2 separate regions of the Gossypium hirsutum genome follow, and region 2 is linked to region 1. A link is a contact called in public Hi-C data. All regions are on one chromosome and are shown on one strand. Each heading gives the region's core, a stretch centred on a gene start, on an enhancer-like site or on the middle of the called end of the contact. The rest is flanking DNA. Distances are from core to core; before and after follow the strand shown.

The links. A called contact is a pair of places that touch in the nucleus more often than the background predicts.
Region 2: a contact with region 1 is called in a Hi-C map of leaf, with 1.7 times the contacts expected there. The contact joins the promoter of LOC121228212 here to the promoter of LOC107943755 in region 1. A contact is called at or near these places in 2 of 34 Hi-C or Micro-C datasets (hypocotyl and leaf).

The regions. Positions count from the first base shown.
Region 1 is chrA04:81,811,346-81,814,700 of Gossypium_hirsutum_v2.1, reverse strand. It overlaps LOC107943755 (probable serine/threonine-protein kinase At1g54610), which reads left to right and starts at 1,545. Exons shown (of 8, transcript XM_016877548.2): 1 at 1,545-2,606; 2 at 2,969-3,269. The coding sequence starts at 2,551.
Region 2 is chrA04:81,978,034-81,981,273 of Gossypium_hirsutum_v2.1, reverse strand. LOC121228212 (leucine-rich repeat extensin-like protein 5) reads left to right here and starts at 1,922. Exons shown (of 3, transcript XM_041111515.1): 1 at 1,922-2,487. The coding sequence starts at 2,323. It overlaps LOC121228431 (U1 spliceosomal RNA), which reads left to right and starts at 607; the gene lies at 607-767.

The DNA of each region.
Region 1 (3,355 bases), core at 296-2,795:
TATTATATATATTTAACAATTTTTATTTTTTAAAAATAGTTTTAAAATTTTTCTAAATTTTTAAATTTTAATAAATTAATTAAATGCCGACGTGTCATTTACGTTGCAATTCACATATATGCAACATCAACAAAGTTAGAAAACATTAACTTTTTCATTCATTTTGTGGTGATTTAACAAAAAATCACAAGTTTTTGAAGGGTTAAAATAGACTAAAAAAATTAAATAAAATTCTAAAATAATTTTTTTTGTAAAGTTAGAGGTTTAAATAAGTTATTGTGTCATTTACTTTTAATATATATTTAAAATTATACTAACATTTTAACATTTTCTTTATTCATAAAATCTATTAATATAAAATAATGTTGATACATGATTTGGTGTTGATAGTTGTGGGTATACAAGAGTAAGGGTGGCAAAAAAATTTGAATTTGATGGATTTCGACTCAACCTAATTTGTTAGGAATAGAATTTTTTTTTTGAAAAATTAGATGCAGAGTGAGTTAAGTCGAGTGAAATTAGAAAAAAAAATTATGTCAAGTTTTGAGGGAAATCCACTCTATCTTATTTTGGGATATTTATAAAAATGCCTTTATATATACATATATTAAGTTTTTATTTTTAATAAATAAATATATAAATAAAAAATATATATTAATTTTTAAGTCTAAACTTAAAAAATTAATCTTACTTACTTTAAAATAAAATAAAATAAAATAAAATAATTAAATTAAATTTAAGTCGAGTTGGGTCGGGTCTTCTATTAATTTTTGAGTCAGGTTTGGGGTAAAATATTTTTTAAAAGAATGAGGCGGATTCATCAACCTTTGAATTGAAATTGGTGCAGGCAAAAATTCACCTAATCTCGACCTGTTGCCTTCCCTACACAAGAGGGTGTGAAGAGCCATTTAGAGTGGTTTAGGTGAGAGAGTAGTGGAGTGGAGAGACTAAGAGGGGTTTAGTACAGTTTTGGTAAATAAGTGAATAGCTTATGGGTTTAATATGGGTATGGGTGTCCCAATGCGTCTAGATGGTAAGTAGAAGTGGTAGCTGAGTTAAGGTGTATGGATGTGATTGAAGTCTTGTCATGCAGTCCTAGAATTGTCTAAATAATTTTGAGCTTATTGAGTTTTATTATAAGTTAAATGATAATTTACGTGTTAAATATTTAAGATGTAATGTCGTGATCTGATCTTTATGTTTATACAATTATTAAAAAAGATTATTTTCAAAAGAATTGGATTAACATAATTATTTTTATGAGATCTCATAACCAAAGGGTTACATATAATAAATAACTTAAAGAAAACAATTTGAGATATTCTAATCGTTTACAAACAAGAGTTAGGGTTAAAATAAAAGGAAAATGGGAACTACCCAAAGGCCGAAATAAAGAGAAATATAAAGAGAATCACGGATATTGGGATATTTCACAAGGTCAAAAATGGTTTCGAGTGTGAATAAATTAGTGGTAGGCCTAGGCCTGCCCTAATACATTATTATTATTATTAAATAAGAAAAAAAAAAAACCAGACATACACAGTATAGTTGTCAAATCTTAACGCGTTAAATGCAACAATGCAACATTCATTCAAACACCCCTCCACTTCAGCCCACCCAAAGGCAAAAAAAAAAAAAAAACCTCCTTTCCTTTTTTTTGTTTTTCCTTTGTTGAATCCAAAATCTACTTTCTTAACACGTTTGTGCCTACGCGTTTATTCCCCCCCCCCCAAAAAAAATAAAAAATAAAAAATCCAAGACCAGCAATAATAGTTTCCTTCGCGATTAGTTAAAGTTTCTCTATTTCATTTGTTTCCCAGATTGTCAGTTGCTTTGAATTTCTTCTGGTTTTCTTTTTTATTGTTTCTTTCTCTGTTTTCTGATGCCCCGATATTGACGTTTACTTGTGGGATACTCTGATTTGGAAAAATTTGGGTCTTGGTGGGTGACTTTGAATTGTTCAAAAAGGATTGAAAGATAAAAGCTTTTCGATTGGTGTCGGTCTTGCAGTCCAAAATTCTTCAACTTTGGGTGTATTTGATGGATTGGATTTCTCTTAGAGTTAGCAAATTTTATTGTTAAAGTAGGTTATTTGTTGTTTAGGCGATTGTAATTTCTGTACATATAGAAACATGGGTTGTATGAGTTCCAAGTCTGCGGCTGTCGAAGATAGTCGTGAGAATCACAAAGAGAAGCTGAGGCGAAAAGGGTCGTTGGATAAGCTTGTTCCACGAGCCGATTCGTCAAGAAGAGAGGATAGTGTTGGATCAAAGGATAAATACGATGGTGGTGATGTGAAAGTGTTGTTGATTGATAAAAAAACCAGTGGTTCCAATCGTTATTGTTATAATGATCGAGCTGAGAAGGAGAGGATTATTGATAAGTTCGAGGTGATTGAGACAATTAATAAGGTGGAGAACTGTGAGGTTGCAAATACAATTACTGTTGGTCATCATCATCTTCATCCTGGTTCAGGAAGGGTGTTGAATAGTATAAAAGGTGAACAGGTTGCAGCAGGGTGGCCTTCTTGGCTTGTTGCTGTGGCTAGTGATGCTCTCAAGGGATGGATACCCCGACGGGCCAACACCTTCGAAAAGTTGGATAAAGTAGGTTTTGATCCTCTTTTTACTCTTTTTTTTTTTTTGAATCTTGATCCATGTTCATCATGTCTAATGAACAACTGGCTAATGATGCTTTACATTTTCTCATTAGCTTGCCTAGTTGAATATTCAATTTGACCTGAGTAATTAGTTCCAACAAGCAAAGGCCCTTTTGTTTTTTGGTGAACAATGAAGAAGATCTAGTCTGATAGTTGGCCCTTTTTATCAAGACATGTCTTTGAAGATATTGTATTATGGAGGAGGGTCCATAGTGATTTAGTTTGTCAGAGAAACTCATCTTAATATATGAATTCCATTTCCCATGTTGATATTCTCATTTTCCTTCATTTGGTTTTTTTGTATGATAGTAGTTCATTCTTGCAGATTGGCCAAGGAACTTATAGTAGTGTGTACAAGGCACGTGATGTCGTTCATAATAAACTCGTGGCTTTGAAAAAAGTGCGGTTTGATAATCATGACCCTGAGAGTGTGAAGTTTATGGCAAGGGAGATTAATCTCTTACGAAGACTCAATCATCCAAATGTTATAAAATTGGAAGGCTTGATCACATCCCATACGTCATGCAGCTTATACCTTGTTTTCGAATATATGGAACATGATCTTGTGGGACTTGCATCTCTTCCTGGAATCAAGTTTTCCGAGCCTCAGGTAATCTTAAAATGGTTTTATTAGTTATTTCTTGCTGCTGTTCAATAGTGTCTCTTAATGGAGCAGTATCAAGATGCAACATGGTG
Region 2 (3,240 bases), core at 673-3,172, 170 kb before region 1:
AAAAAAATTTCAAAATAAATAATTAATAAATCAAATGTATGGAAACCCTTTTTCACCGAATGTCCATCTCCCCAAGAGAAATCCGTTCCTTCTTCACCAAACCATTATTTTTCTTCCTGTTATTCGCTTCACTGGTTAACACTTTAAATCCACCGTTTTCTTCAAACTTAGTTCAACTTAAACTTTAACCTTACAAAATATATCCATGAACTTGGAATGAAATGTATGTATAGTAATATATTAAATTTTGTATATTTTTAATTAAATATAAATATTTATTGAATAACATTCAAATTAGTTTGCTCAAATATTTTATGTATGCTTATAGTGCATTTTCAATAATTAAAGCAGAGGAAAACTATTATATTAAGTAGATCCTGCTTTTTAAAGGATTTATTTACCATCTTTTTTGTTTAAAATATATGTTAGCTATTTTGTTACCAATTTCATGGAAACACTGTCGTTTTTTGTCCTTCTCCCCCGTTTTTCTTTTCTACCTTGATTTCTTAATGAAAAGCGATTGGCAGGCAATCCCACATCGACAATTGAATAGAGTTTACAAAGCGCTGAACTTTATAAATATGAATCAAGATGCAACTGATGAACATACTTACCTGGACGGGGTCAATGAGCGATCAATAAGGTTCATGGCCTAGGGTAGTGACCTCCATTGCACTTGGGAGGGGTGCTGCTTTAAGGTCTCCCCAAGTGGGAGAGCCTACGTCATAATTTGTGGCAGCGGGAGCCTGCGTTCGCGCGGCCCCTACCATCTTCAGTTTCAAGTCTTTCTACATTATCTCTATTAATTGATTCTATCAAGGAACTACCTGATCTGGGATTAGTTGAATGGTTGCCAATCATGAATCCCCTGCAATATAGGCAAAAGTGCTTGTCGTTATGGTTTAGTTGTAGGCATGATGCACTAAGCAAATGTATAAAGGTGCACCGGGTTCTAATTTCTCAATTTCCTAGCTTTAATTTGGTTTGGTAGTCAAGATGTTTGCTGTCGCAAATAAAAATCAACCTCAGCTCTTCCAAATACAAATACGTCAACTTACTAGTGACACATATGTTAAAAGGCCACACAACAAATCTTTTCAACTAAATGATTACTTGATTAGTCTGGAAAAAATGAAACGAGACCCACATCAGACACAAAAACAAAAAGAAGTGCGACATATGGAGTTACCAATCAAATGGAAAAGGTTTTAAGCAACTGGTATACATCAGCTCAACCTTCGTGGTATTTATTTCACTAAATCATGGACCTCATTTACTAATGACATGCTTAACATGTAGAATTTTTTTATACATTTTGCAAAGGTAGGTGCCGAGCTTCTGTTATGTATGATAAATGTGTAATTTTATCAAATCTATTCAAGTCTAATCTTTATATGATCACAAGATTCATCAATCTAATTGTTGTTTTACTAAAAGATTATCTTGGCCTTTATCAAATAACAAATTTTAAAAGTAGTTGTGACTATCCTTGCATAAATATTCCTCCATCATCATTAGAGGCAGAACCATATCTTTATGCCAAAACTCTGTTGAACTGCCTATGTAAAATCGACTCTTGACATGATCACATTTTCTTCACCATCTAATCTGTCATTTTCTCCTTTTTGTTTTTGTCTCAATAATAGATATATATATGATATATACATGAAATTCTTAATTCGTTTGGTGAGTAATAGTCGTTGGAGTAGGAAGCAAGACTAGAAAGAAAAAAATTAATTTATAATATGAGAAATAAATAGAAAAAATAAAAAACAAATAGCTAATGAAGCATCATCATATAAGACAATTCCAAAAGATAATATGAGATAAGAATGACTGTTGACAATAGAAAAAGAAAACAAAAAGGGGTAATCATATATTTGGATATCATTCGTGTTTCAACAATTTAATAATATATTATAAAATAATTATGGTTTAGGTAATATATTTATATACGCGTGTTGAAAGGCGCGAGATCCAAATAATAAATGTGGAAACAAAAGGAAGGATCATATCATCATCCTCCACCTTTTATCAAAGCCCAAAATCACCCATTTTTAAAACGTTTTCTCAACTCTTCCACCCTTTACATCAAATTCAACTCATCCTTCAAAGAAATTTCCTTCCTTTTTCTTTCCTTTCTATACAAGTTAGTTCAAGCTTCAATCCCAATCTTTGTTTTTTTCTTTTTTCTATCCTTTTCTGTTTACGGGGTATAAATAAAGGGTGCAAAAATCTTGATTTTATTTCCCTCTTCCGAGAAACACTAATTTTACTGTTTCGATCTGTGGAAAGTTTTCAGTTTTTCTTTTTCAGGAGAATATGGCATCTGGGTTATCGGGTCGGGGCAACTCGAGTGGTTCCAAAGGGTTCGATTTTGGGTCCGATGATATTCTTTGCTCGTATGAGGACTACGGGAACCAGGAATCGTCAAATGGTAGCCACGCCGAAGCTGCACTCGGTACCAGTACCACCAGCTCTTCCACGGTATATATTGTTGCTATTTTTTTTTTAATTTGTAGGGTTTTCTTTCTTTTTTTTTGGGAGGGGGTTTTGATCTGATTAGGGTTTTATCGACAGGGTTGATTTTGAAAAAGAGAAAGGCTTAACAATGTAAAAATGCTTCGTTTTGTGACATTTTTTTTTAAATTTGGTTAACTGTTTGATCGATAGTTGACTTTAAAATAGCACAGATTAGAACATTTTATCTTGATTTGGGGTGTAAGTATGAGAAAACGTATAGGCTTGTATTGAAAATAATTGTAACCAAAAGGAAGATTTGAGTGTATAGATGTGAACTTCCATATTCTCTAATTTTTCCCCTTCTATGGCTGGAGCTATTTTCTTTCTCTTTTTTATTTTTTGTGGGTTTTTTTGGTCATTTGATAATAAATTATATGTGCGTATAGATATATATCGCTGGACCCCTTTTTTAAGAGGACAATAAATTAGTGGTTCTTTTGCATTGCTTACACCCTTTCTATAAAAAAAATTACAAATTGTTTCCCTATTGCAGGGAGTAACACCTGAAGTTCAGTCTTCAATGGAGTGGAGAAAAACTTTATTGTACTTAGTGATGTATATTATAAGTTATATCACATTTTGTGGTATATGTGTAGCATTTTTTTGTTTGAGTTTTTTTTTATTCAAATAAAACCTTAATCACATGCTACATTCATGAAAAATCAGCAATGGATATGTGTGTTTTGTAGCTGTCGGTGGAGAGGGAGCTTAAGTCCA